Linked DNA regions of Mustela erminea: region 1 is linked to region 2. A link is a contact called in public Hi-C data. All regions are on one chromosome and are shown on one strand. The core of a region is the stretch at or near the end of the contact, and the rest is flanking DNA. Distances in the headings are between cores, read along the strand shown.

What was found. A called contact is a pair of places that touch in the nucleus more often than the background predicts.
Region 1: a Hi-C map of fibroblasts shows a contact between it and region 2, with 2.2 times the contacts expected there. The contact joins the promoter of SMIM15 here to the promoter of ZSWIM6 in region 2. A contact is called at or near these places in 2 of 3 Hi-C or Micro-C datasets (fibroblasts and spleen).

What each region holds. Positions count from the first base shown.
Region 1 is chr3:74,435,822-74,440,988 of mMusErm1.Pri, reverse strand. It overlaps SMIM15 (small integral membrane protein 15), which reads right to left and starts at 2,938. Exons shown (of 3, transcript XM_032336166.1): 1 at 2,851-2,938; 2 at 1,497-1,636; 3 at 1-440. The coding sequence starts at 1,604. The coding sequence ends at 204.
Region 2 is chr3:74,280,106-74,284,957 of mMusErm1.Pri, reverse strand. ZSWIM6 (zinc finger SWIM domain-containing protein 6) reads left to right here and starts at 3,199. Exons shown (of 14, transcript XM_032336162.1): 1 at 3,199-3,898. The coding sequence starts at 3,238.

The DNA.
Region 1 (5,167 bases), core at 1,689-4,188, 160 kb before region 2:
ACTGTCAACAGACTTCTACACCAAAATCTAAAAGTTGCTGCAGTAGAGGTCACAACTAACATGATTCTTACAGGTGCTCCAACTTTGTTTACAACAAATTACTGCTATAAAAACCAGAAAAGAAACCTTAGTGGGTCCTTTCAACACTGCATTAATTTTCCAAATTATGTTCTTCTGGTTCTATAGCCTGTTTGTTCATTCCTTCAATCCTTTTTTAGTCGTTTAGCTTTTGCAATATTTTCTTGACGTTTTTGTTTCTTCTTTTGCTCCTTTTCCCTGGCCTCAATCATCTTGGCCAATTTCCAGGACAGTACTGCACTTGCTAGAAACAATGGAGTAAGGGCCAGGATAACTGTTGTAAGGAAGCCATATGGGTCCTTTGCAGCCCATTCCACAACATACTCAGCCCAAGCCTTTATATCAAACATCTTTGTAGCCGTCTTTGGAAAAGAGAAGAGAGGGGCAACAAGAGAAAAGACTTCGTGATTAATCAAATTTTCAAAGAGTTACATCATACAACTATTTAACTCAGAATTGTTATTACTGATTAGCTTTTTGTTTTTAAAAACCATCAATTAGTACTATCTTAATATGGACTGTTACCTCCAGTTAAGAAGAAACAAACTAGGGTAACACTTAAAAGATTTTAAGGTATAGAAGTTAAAAGTAAAAACCATCTGGAATCTGTCACAGGGACTATGCATTCTTTGCAGTCAAGACAAATTTTATTTAGCACAGACTTTTGAAAGAATCTGGTCTTAAGCACTCATTCCAGGAAACAGCAGAATCCTGTTATTTTTTTGACACAGACTTAGTATTAAGTACTAATTAACCAAAGTATGATTCATCAAATTTGGTGTATGAAAAGGACAAGCCACAGAGTACATGAAATGCTTGGGGAAAGGAAGGTAATGGAGGGCTGTTTCTAAGAATGAAAAGGACGGGGAATGGGAAGCGTGGAAATATCCATATTCACATGCAAAGAGATACAAGCAAAAAATGACATGCTATTTTATGCCCTCTTTCGGCTCTGGAGACTCCTCCTTGAGGACATAATTTTTTTTTTTAAGATTTTATTTGTTTATTTGACAGAGATCACAAGTAGACAGAGAGGCAGGCAGAGAGAGAGAGAGAAGGAAGCAGGCTCCTGCTGAGCAGAAAGCCCGATGCGGGACTCAATCCCAGGACCCTGAAATCATGACCTGAGCTAAAGGCAGAGGCTTAACCCACTGAGCCACCCAGGCGCCCGAGGACATAATTTAATGACAAAATTACCATAACAGGTGCCATGCATTTTGTTCCACTGAGTTGGTATGGGAGGGCAATCTGATAAATAAGGACAGTATGGATCTGAGTGACATTTTCTATTTTGCCTCAGAGGCTTTTCAACCTTTCGTTTTGTGTCGACCTCTACTCAAAGGTGAAAATTAAGAATACTTGGGTAGGAATGGGTGTACATACAACCACAATTTCAGCTGGGATTTAAAGTCATCTACCTTATGCTTGAGTACTTCTTTCCAACTTTGTCCTGGGATTATTAATGGGCCAATTACAATTTCAGATGACCCTTGCTTGTTTGTCGTCTTCTTTTTTAGCTCTACCATACACTCGTGAGACAAGGTTTAAATTTTACATACTGGGTGGGTTGAAAAGAAAAGATAAAAGAAAAAAAGTTTAAGTCACAACTTTCAGGATAACTTTAAAACACTTTCAAAACTGTCTACTTGCAACCTATAAATGACATGTAAAACTGCCTGGCACATTATGGACATTTAATACCTATTTCTTCCTAATTTGAAGAAAGTCATTACTACAATTACAAAGGCACTCTAAGAAAATCCTATTGGAGTAATTACAAATATTTCACTAAGTTACTTCAAAAATAAAATTATGAAGCTCAAGGACATATAAAAAGACAATTCACTGATAAGTTACAGCAAATCCATTTCTAGATTTTTAACTTTTTATACTAAAAAAGTCGTTAACTTGTAAGGTTAGGTAATTAAAAATTCTACATCTCACTTAATTCTTTAAAGGATTTTTGGTCTCCCTATTACACAATTCGTGTTCTTTACAGAAAACCAGAACAATATATAGATCAGCCACAATCCCATTACCTCAAGGAAACTACCACTGGCTTTAATATCCTTCCACCGGTCTCTTTCTATTTTCAACTGAAAACACTGAAGTGCCGCTAGTATGTTGTTAGAGTCCAGCCTCCGCCCCCTGCCCTTGAATTCTTAGGCCCACACAGAGATCCCATCTGTTCCTTCAAGCCTCTCCAGCACGGTAATGAGTTAACTACGGCAATATGCAAAAAAGAGTAACGCGGGAGTGAAGGACCTGGTTTGCGGCTAAGTTTTAGCCGTTAACACAGAAAAGTTATCGTCCACAGGCCACAAAGCTCCCGTGCACTTCAATTTCGGACCCAAACGCACGTGTCTCCACACTCGGAGGAATCAGTTATCACTCTTCTTTCCGTAAAGGGTGGACCGCGCTTGATCTCCAAACCAGACCTGCCCGGCGCCTGAAGCTGCCCCGGAGAGTACTTCACCGCGATCCGCACGTCCCGGACATCCCTGCTTCGCGCTTGCTCATTCCTGCTTTACTATCCCATCCGGCCGCCTGCCCAGGGGCCACGTTGAAGCACCCCTCGGCCTCAGCGGGCAATAGCCCGAGGTGCGGGGCTCGGAAAGCGGGTGGTTTCCAGGAATCCGGACTTGGGCCCGCCCCAGCCCAGTCCGCCGGCGCCGTGGCCACTTCCTCCGGGAACGCGGGCAGAAGTGTCACCAGCAGCCCACCCTACACCACGGCCGGGCCCCTGGGTTCAGACCCCTACTCCCAACTCACCTCCAGGCCGGAAGCAGGAAGGCGGAAGCCGCGGCTTTCCCGTCCCGCCCACAGGCCGGCCTCAGCCCCGAGTGGGCCTGAGGAAGTCGAGGGGCCAGTTTCCGGCTGCGCCATTGCTGAGCGGGTCCCGGGACCTGGGCTTCGGGGACTCGCGGGGGCGGGGGGGGGCGGGGAGGACGGGGGAGGGCGGCGCCCGGCTACCCGGGGAGCGGCAGGTGAGGCCACGCCGGGCGTGTGGCGGCGCCCCGTCTGGCCTCTGGCGGGGAGCCCGAGACCGTCGCCTGCTGCCGGGACGAAGGGGCCAGCGAAGGAGGCGTGGGTGGACTCAGTTTCCAGGAGGCAGTCCGGCTTCCTGCCGGCCTTCTGCCCCAGATGTCAGCCGGGAGACAGCTCCTTGCCCTGCCCTGCTGGAACCAGACCGTTGATGGCGGGCCCGGGTGGGTGATGTATGTAGCCCCTGGAAACAGACTGAAGAGCGGCGGCAAGAAAGGAGTTGGTCTCCGCAAACCGCCTGAAGTCAAGGTGAGGGTCCCAGAGAGACTGTTGAAGGACCTGGCGAGTTCCTCCTCCCGGTTCACACTCCACCCTTTGCCCCTCTTCATCTTCTGGTTGGACAATAGTTAAAGCGTCACGTACTGCCCACAGTGAAGCAGCTGGACCATGGTGGCTCCACCGAACCTTATTACTAAGGAAAAAATGCAACCGTTCTGGGTGAAGAGGGGATTTTTGCTGTTTGTTTTTAGTTTGAGAACCTAACTCATTTCACACACACACACACACACACACACACACACACACACACGAAATGAACCGTACTTGCCCAAAGTACTCGATAAATAAACTGGGCATAGAATTCCCAGAGATACTTGTTCTTTCAGTACACAAAGGGCTGCAAAAGTCAACAAGCAGAAAGAATGAGCTTAATATTGTCTTCTAATCTGCAGGAACTGAGAGATTAACTCTGGTTTGGTTGGTGACCAAATTTTATGACTGCTTGCACCAAACTGCTCTGTTCGACTACCTCCGAGAATGTTGCAAGACCTCTTCACTTTTGTGTGCCAAATACAGCAGGTTTTTATTCTTGAGAGACTATAGAATGTTCTCTTTGAGGAGCAAGCTGTGACATGCATAACTAGTTTAGATATAACAACAGTAACTACTATTTACCAGGGAACAGGCTTTTGGCAAATAATCTAGTGATCAAAAATACTGTTCGTTGGGCATATGTTAATGTTTGTATGTTGTATTAGCAGCAGTTGTTTTCTTACTCATTCTTGTTTGAAAACTTGGATGATGGTTTCAGAGCTTGTGCTGCTTGGACCTAACCTGTACTTGTAGTAGCCAGAAAAAGCAGACTTGGTCACTGGATTGTGTATACCGAAAACTTCACTTGCTAGAGGGAACTATGTGAGCTCTAAAAAACTGGTTCAAATAGTAACTGCAGGAGGGGGTCAGGATGTATTTTAACATCCTTCTCTCCAGAGGCCAAGGTGTGTGTGTGTTTTGATTTAATTATGGATACACAACATACCCAATTACTGCCTTCCCCGTAGTTTACTCTGCTGCTTCCCTTGTTAAATGCACTGGAGACGTGAGCTGCAAAAAAGGGTGCATAAGAAAGAAGCTTCTGTAGCTCTTTGGCTATAGTCTCGACCCTGCCTTCACAGCCTAATACTACTGACCTAGTTTTCAGTTCCAGAACAGATTGCAAGTCCAGGAGTAATAGGGGTTGCCACAGCTGAGCCCCTTCATGCAACCTGCATTGCCTTCATGAAAGATGGTATCAAGATTGGTTCAGATACTGTGCACTATATTCTGTAGTGAGGAGTCTTGTGAATTGTGAAACTGCTGATGTGTATACACTGTAAGTCACTCTGAGCCTGTTTCCTCTTTATGTGTAACGTACACTAGGTCATCTCTGGTGTTCTTTCAGCTTTAAGGTTTTGTCAGTTGGACTGGGCTTGGCCATTTTTCTAACTTATGCTTCGTAAGTGGCAGCAGAACAAGGAATTTAGTGGAAACATATCCAATTTTCTTAAGGTCTTACTCTTTATTTGAAAAGATCCTCAATTGGATTTTATTCTTTCACAAATGCCTTTAAGAATGCCAACTTAGAATAACAAGAAAATAAGCTCTGCTTGTGTTTATTTTTAAGAAATCTTACCCATGTAACTTGAGCCAAATTAACAAAGCTTTTAACTATTAAGGATTTGTCTTTGCATAATTCCTGTGTAGTGTGTTGTGCCTCCCACCCCATCACACTAGTTATCTTGAAAAAAAGAACATTACAAAATTTTAACCGTTTTTTTTTTTCCTC
Region 2 (4,852 bases), core at 1,950-4,449:
GGAGTTGCAGGCAAAGGCCACAAGGAATAAAGCCTGGGGGCCTATAACAGGCAGCAACAATAATAGCAGTCTAGGGGAAGGAAGAGAGCCTGGTTTCCAGGGAAAGGTAGTGCTCTAGGTTTGAGGTGGCCATGGGGCACCCTCAGGGCAATAGAAAAGGGAGCTGGCCCTCAGAAGAAATAAATGAGCTGAAACAGAACCCATGGGTGGGAGGGGAGATGGTGGAAATTCTCCAAGGGGCAGGTCACCAAAAATGGAGAAGAGGACCATGATAGGCTCTAAGGAAGGGTGTACACTAAAGAATTTGGAGGAAGAGAGACCCAAAGACAAGGCAGAGAACGATGAGTTGGAGAGGATGGAGCCACAGTAAAGTGTCAGGAAAACCAGGGGGAGAACAGTTCAAGACCGAGAGAGTGCTCTCCGTTTGAGTGACTGCTGAGAGGGTTAGTTGTGCTGAGATGTTGACCTGGATTTTCTGGATTTTTTTTGTTTGTTTTTGTTTTTAATAAATATTTTATTTATTTACTGGAGAAAGAGAGCACAAGCAGGAGGGAGAGGGAGAGGGAGAAGCAAGCTGCTCAGCAGGGAGCCCCATGCAGAGCTCTATCGCAGGACCCCAAGATCATGACTGGAGCCAAAGGCAGATGCTTAATGGAATGAGTCACCCCAGGTGCCCTGGATCCTTCTTTGAATTAGAGTTAAACTAGAGTTAAACCCAACTTGCTAGTTAAACTGTAGGAAGATGCCTTAAATCTAGTCTCTTTTTGGTTCATTACAAGATTGAAGTCTCTACAGTTAGGTACCTCCAAAGTTGTCTATTTTCTGTTCAGTATGAATTAATTTCTTTCATTAACACATCCTATGGTCCTGAATGAATCATTTATGCTGTCTGGGGGCACCTGTTTTGTCACCTTTCACTTTCCAGATAAACAACTCTGTGTTTATGTATGAAAATGCTTGCTAATCTACACACTATTATACAAGCCTGAGTCTTAGGATTGTTATTTCAGAACAGAACAGAGATCAAATTGTATTTTACCTTTCCACTTATGTTCTTCTCCCCTCACCTACGTTTTTCAAAAGTTTAAAAATTATTTTTATTTTTTAAGAGATCCGGAAGTGGGACAACTAGAGGAAAGAGCCTTCTCCTCCCATTTGCCTATAAAGCTGTTCTTCCAGTGTTTTGCCCAGGCCTTTACTCCAAAATGACCAGACGAATACACAGAAACATAATGTCATCAAAATCTTCCTAACAAGTAAGGTAGCGATTGAAAGTCTGCAAGCATGCCGTCCTGCGGCTTAGGGCTTCATAGTTAAGACCCAAGTTAAGAGTTAAGAGCCAAGACCTACAGATCCAGGTCTCCCAAGCCTTGGCCTTCCCTGGGCGATTTTCTTTAAAACTCAGAACCGCTCTATCCCCTTTAATTTCAATCCAGGCAACGAGGCAGGCAAGTGGGCACCACCAGCCAATAACCTGAAAAGACGGGAAAGTGTCAAAGGACAGACGGTTTATCTTTGACAATAGCGACCGTATCAGTAACGCGGTTTACAGTAAAAACAAGGTGGGGCGAAGAGTGAGGAAGGATGTTTCTAACGTGGTAATTAAGTCTGTGGCTAGGACACAGATTGGACCGAGCTCTGTGGCCTGCGAACAATGTCCGCAGGGTTCCCGGTTCAGCCCGGGACTCGCCGGTTAGCCTTCGCCAAGCGCCCTCGCACTAGCAAGCTGCGCTCTTCGCTCGCTCGCCCCCCCGCGCCCCCACGCCTCCTGTACCCGAGAGGAAGGGCCGTTCGGGAGCCACCAGCGCGGCGGAGAGCACTGCGCGCGTCCCGAGCGCCTGGGCTCCCCTCAGCCGGGCGTCTGGGGCCGTGGCGGGCCCGACCCAAATGCGTCCCGAGCGCGTTTGCAGCCGCCGACCGCCGCCGAGCGCCCGGCGTCTGCACCCGGCTGGGTTGTGAGCGCGCACCCGTGGGGTGTGTGTATGTGTGTGTATGAGCGCGCGCGCGCGCGCCCGTGGCGTGTGTACTCACAAAGGTGTGTTTGCTAAATCCACTGACCGGGTGCACCTTCCACCTTGAGCAGGAGCACGCGGGCCTGGAGCGGGGTCTCCGCGGCGCGGCGGCGGGGTGACTTGAGCCGGTTCAAGTTCCCTGCTCCGCGCCAGCGGGCGGGCCAGTTTCTTCGCCCGCCGTGCTGAGGGTGCGCTAGGGCGGGGAGGCCGCGGCCAGCTCCGGACGCGCGTCGTACGGCTGCGGGGCAGGTTCCGTGAAGTCTGAGCCTTTTGGTACACTTTGGCTGGCTCGGCCCCCACACAGGCCCCCGGAACAGAGCGGACACGGGAATCGGGGCTGGGTGCACTGCAGACACGCGGGACAGCGGAGCGGGCGCTCCTTTTGCCTACCCGGGTCTGCAAAAGTGAACTGGAAAACAACCGCCGAACACAGCCTCCTCCCTCTTGCTCCGCGCTTCAGTCCCGGCTGGGGTGGGGGTGGGGGGAGTTCCCCTAGGCGGACTCAAGGGGAAGCGGGCAGCCGGGCTGCCTCGGCCGCACCTCCTCCGCTTTCCTCTCCACCCCCGTCCCCCAGGTTCCACGCCGCATTTCTTTGTTTTGAAAGCGCCTCCTCCGCCCAGAGGCTTTTCCCCAGGCTGCCAGGCTCTGAAGGGGGGGGGGTGGGGCATTGGCTCGCGGGCCCCGCCCCCCATTTAGCCCGGACCCTTCCCCGGGTTCATCTCCCTCCATCTCCCCTTCCCTCCGCGTTTCGATCCACGAAGTCCGTCCTCACTTGCCGGACATCAAAGGGAAACACAGACTTGGAGGGGGAAGTTGAGTTGGCAGGGGGCACACAGACCCACCCACCTTAGGCCCGGCCCGGCAGCCCGTCCTCTCCCGCGGGAACCCCGCCTGAGCCCCGCCCCCCGCGTCACAGCGGCCTGACATTCTCACAACCCACCAAGCACCCAACCTCGCCGCCCCCGCTACCCCCGTGTCCGCGAAGTGCTCTATTTATGTTTCAGCTCAGCGATTTGCATAGTCCCCGCCCCTGGCCCTAGGTCCCCCTATCGGTGCCCCGCCTCAACCACGACGTCACGAAGGAGACCCCGCCTCTTGTGCCCGTACAAGGAGCGGCTGGCCCTAGATGGCAGCGTGGCGTCGCCGCGGCGTTTGCGTGTCGCGCTTCCTTGTGCCGTTTATAGGGTCCCGGCACTTCCGCTGTCGGGTTAGAAGCGGCGCGGTCATGGCGGAGCGCGGACAGCAGCCTCCTCCCGCGAAACGGCTCTGCTGCCGGCCGGGCGGCGGCGGCGGCGGCGGGGGCAGCAGTGGCGGTGGAGGAGCGGGTGGCGGCTATAGCTCTGCCTGTCGGCCCGGTCAGCGGGCGGGCAGTGCGGCTGCGGCGGCGTGCGGGGGCGGCGCGGCGCTGGGGCTGCTGCCGCCGGGCAAGACCCAGAGCCCGGAGTCGCTGCTGGACATCGCGGCGCGCAAGGTGGCGGAGAAGTGGCCGTTCCAGCGCGTGGAGGAGCGCTTCGAGCGCATCCCGGAGCCGGTTCAGCGCCGCATCGTTTACTGGTCCTTTCCCCGCAGCGAGCGGGAGATCTGCATGTATTCGTCCTTCAACACCGGCGGCGGCGCCGCGGGCGGCCCCGGCGACGACAGCGGCGGCCCCGGCAGCGCGGGCGGCGGCGCTGGCGGCGCGGGCGGCGGCGGCGGCTCCTCGTCCTCGCCGGCCGCCACCTCGGCCGCCGCCGCCGCTGCCGCCGCCGCCGCCGCCGCCGCCGGGGCCGGAGCCCCGTCGGTGGGTGCTGCCGGGGTGGCAGACGGCGGCGACGAGACACGGCTGCCCTTCCGCCGGGGCATCGCGCTGCTGGAGAGCGGCTGCGTCGACAACGTCCTGCAAGTCGGTGAGTCACGGGGCAGCCGCGGAGCCGTCTGTCCGTCCGTCCATCCGTCCATCCGTCCGTCAGTCCCTCGGGGAGGGGCGCCCGACCCCTCTCCTCCGGGCAGCCCCTCAGTCGGCCGCGCGTCCGCACCTCCGCCCGGTGCCCTCACCGGCCGGGACCGTCCTCCCGAGCGGAGCGCCCATTTCCTCCTCGCCCCTCCCTGCCTCCGTCTCCCCGGACGGGCCAGCGCGAGTGGGAAATGAATCAGCAGGACTCGCCCCGCGGCGGGTTGGCGGGGTGGGTTGTCGGATGCCCCCGGCCCGCTCCATACCCCGCCTTCCTCCCGGGGAGCACGTCCCGGAGGGCTGCTCGTCCTTTTGGGGGGGTGGCTGTGGACAAAGGCGCAGGCTGACGGCTGGGCTCCGGCCGGAGGGTGTGTGTGGCGGGGCCGTGCGGGGCGGGGGAGGGGGCGCGGGCCGCACAGACAATGCCGGCCGGAGGCGAGCCGGCGGCCGGGCCGCACTCTGCTCTCTCCCTGCCCTCTTCCCTTGTCTGCCGCTCGCTCCTCTTTCTTTCTCCTCTCTCCCCCTCCCCGCCCCCTCTATTGGAGGGGTGGGGACTACATTTTAATGCCACTCGGCTGCCGCTCTTCTCGGGGCTCCGACGGGCTGGCGGCCGCGGCGCTCACCGGGGTCGTTGCGGCGTCTGGTCTGGCCCGGGCGAGCTCCGCCGGCGGCCCCGGGATTTAAATGTCTGTTTTTTCCCCGCGCCTCCCCTGTCTAGGAGCAGCGCGGAAGGGAGGGGGCGGCGGGCCGGACCCCCTCTCAGAGACCTCTCTCCCCCCGAGGGCGTCCCCGCGTCGACCGGCGCGAGCCCGGGAAGGAGCGGCTGGCGCTTCCCTTTCCTGCCGGGTCTGGCGGTGCCCGGGGGGCGCCTGCCGCCGGAGTTTGGTTAGCGCTGTGTGGCGGGTGGCGG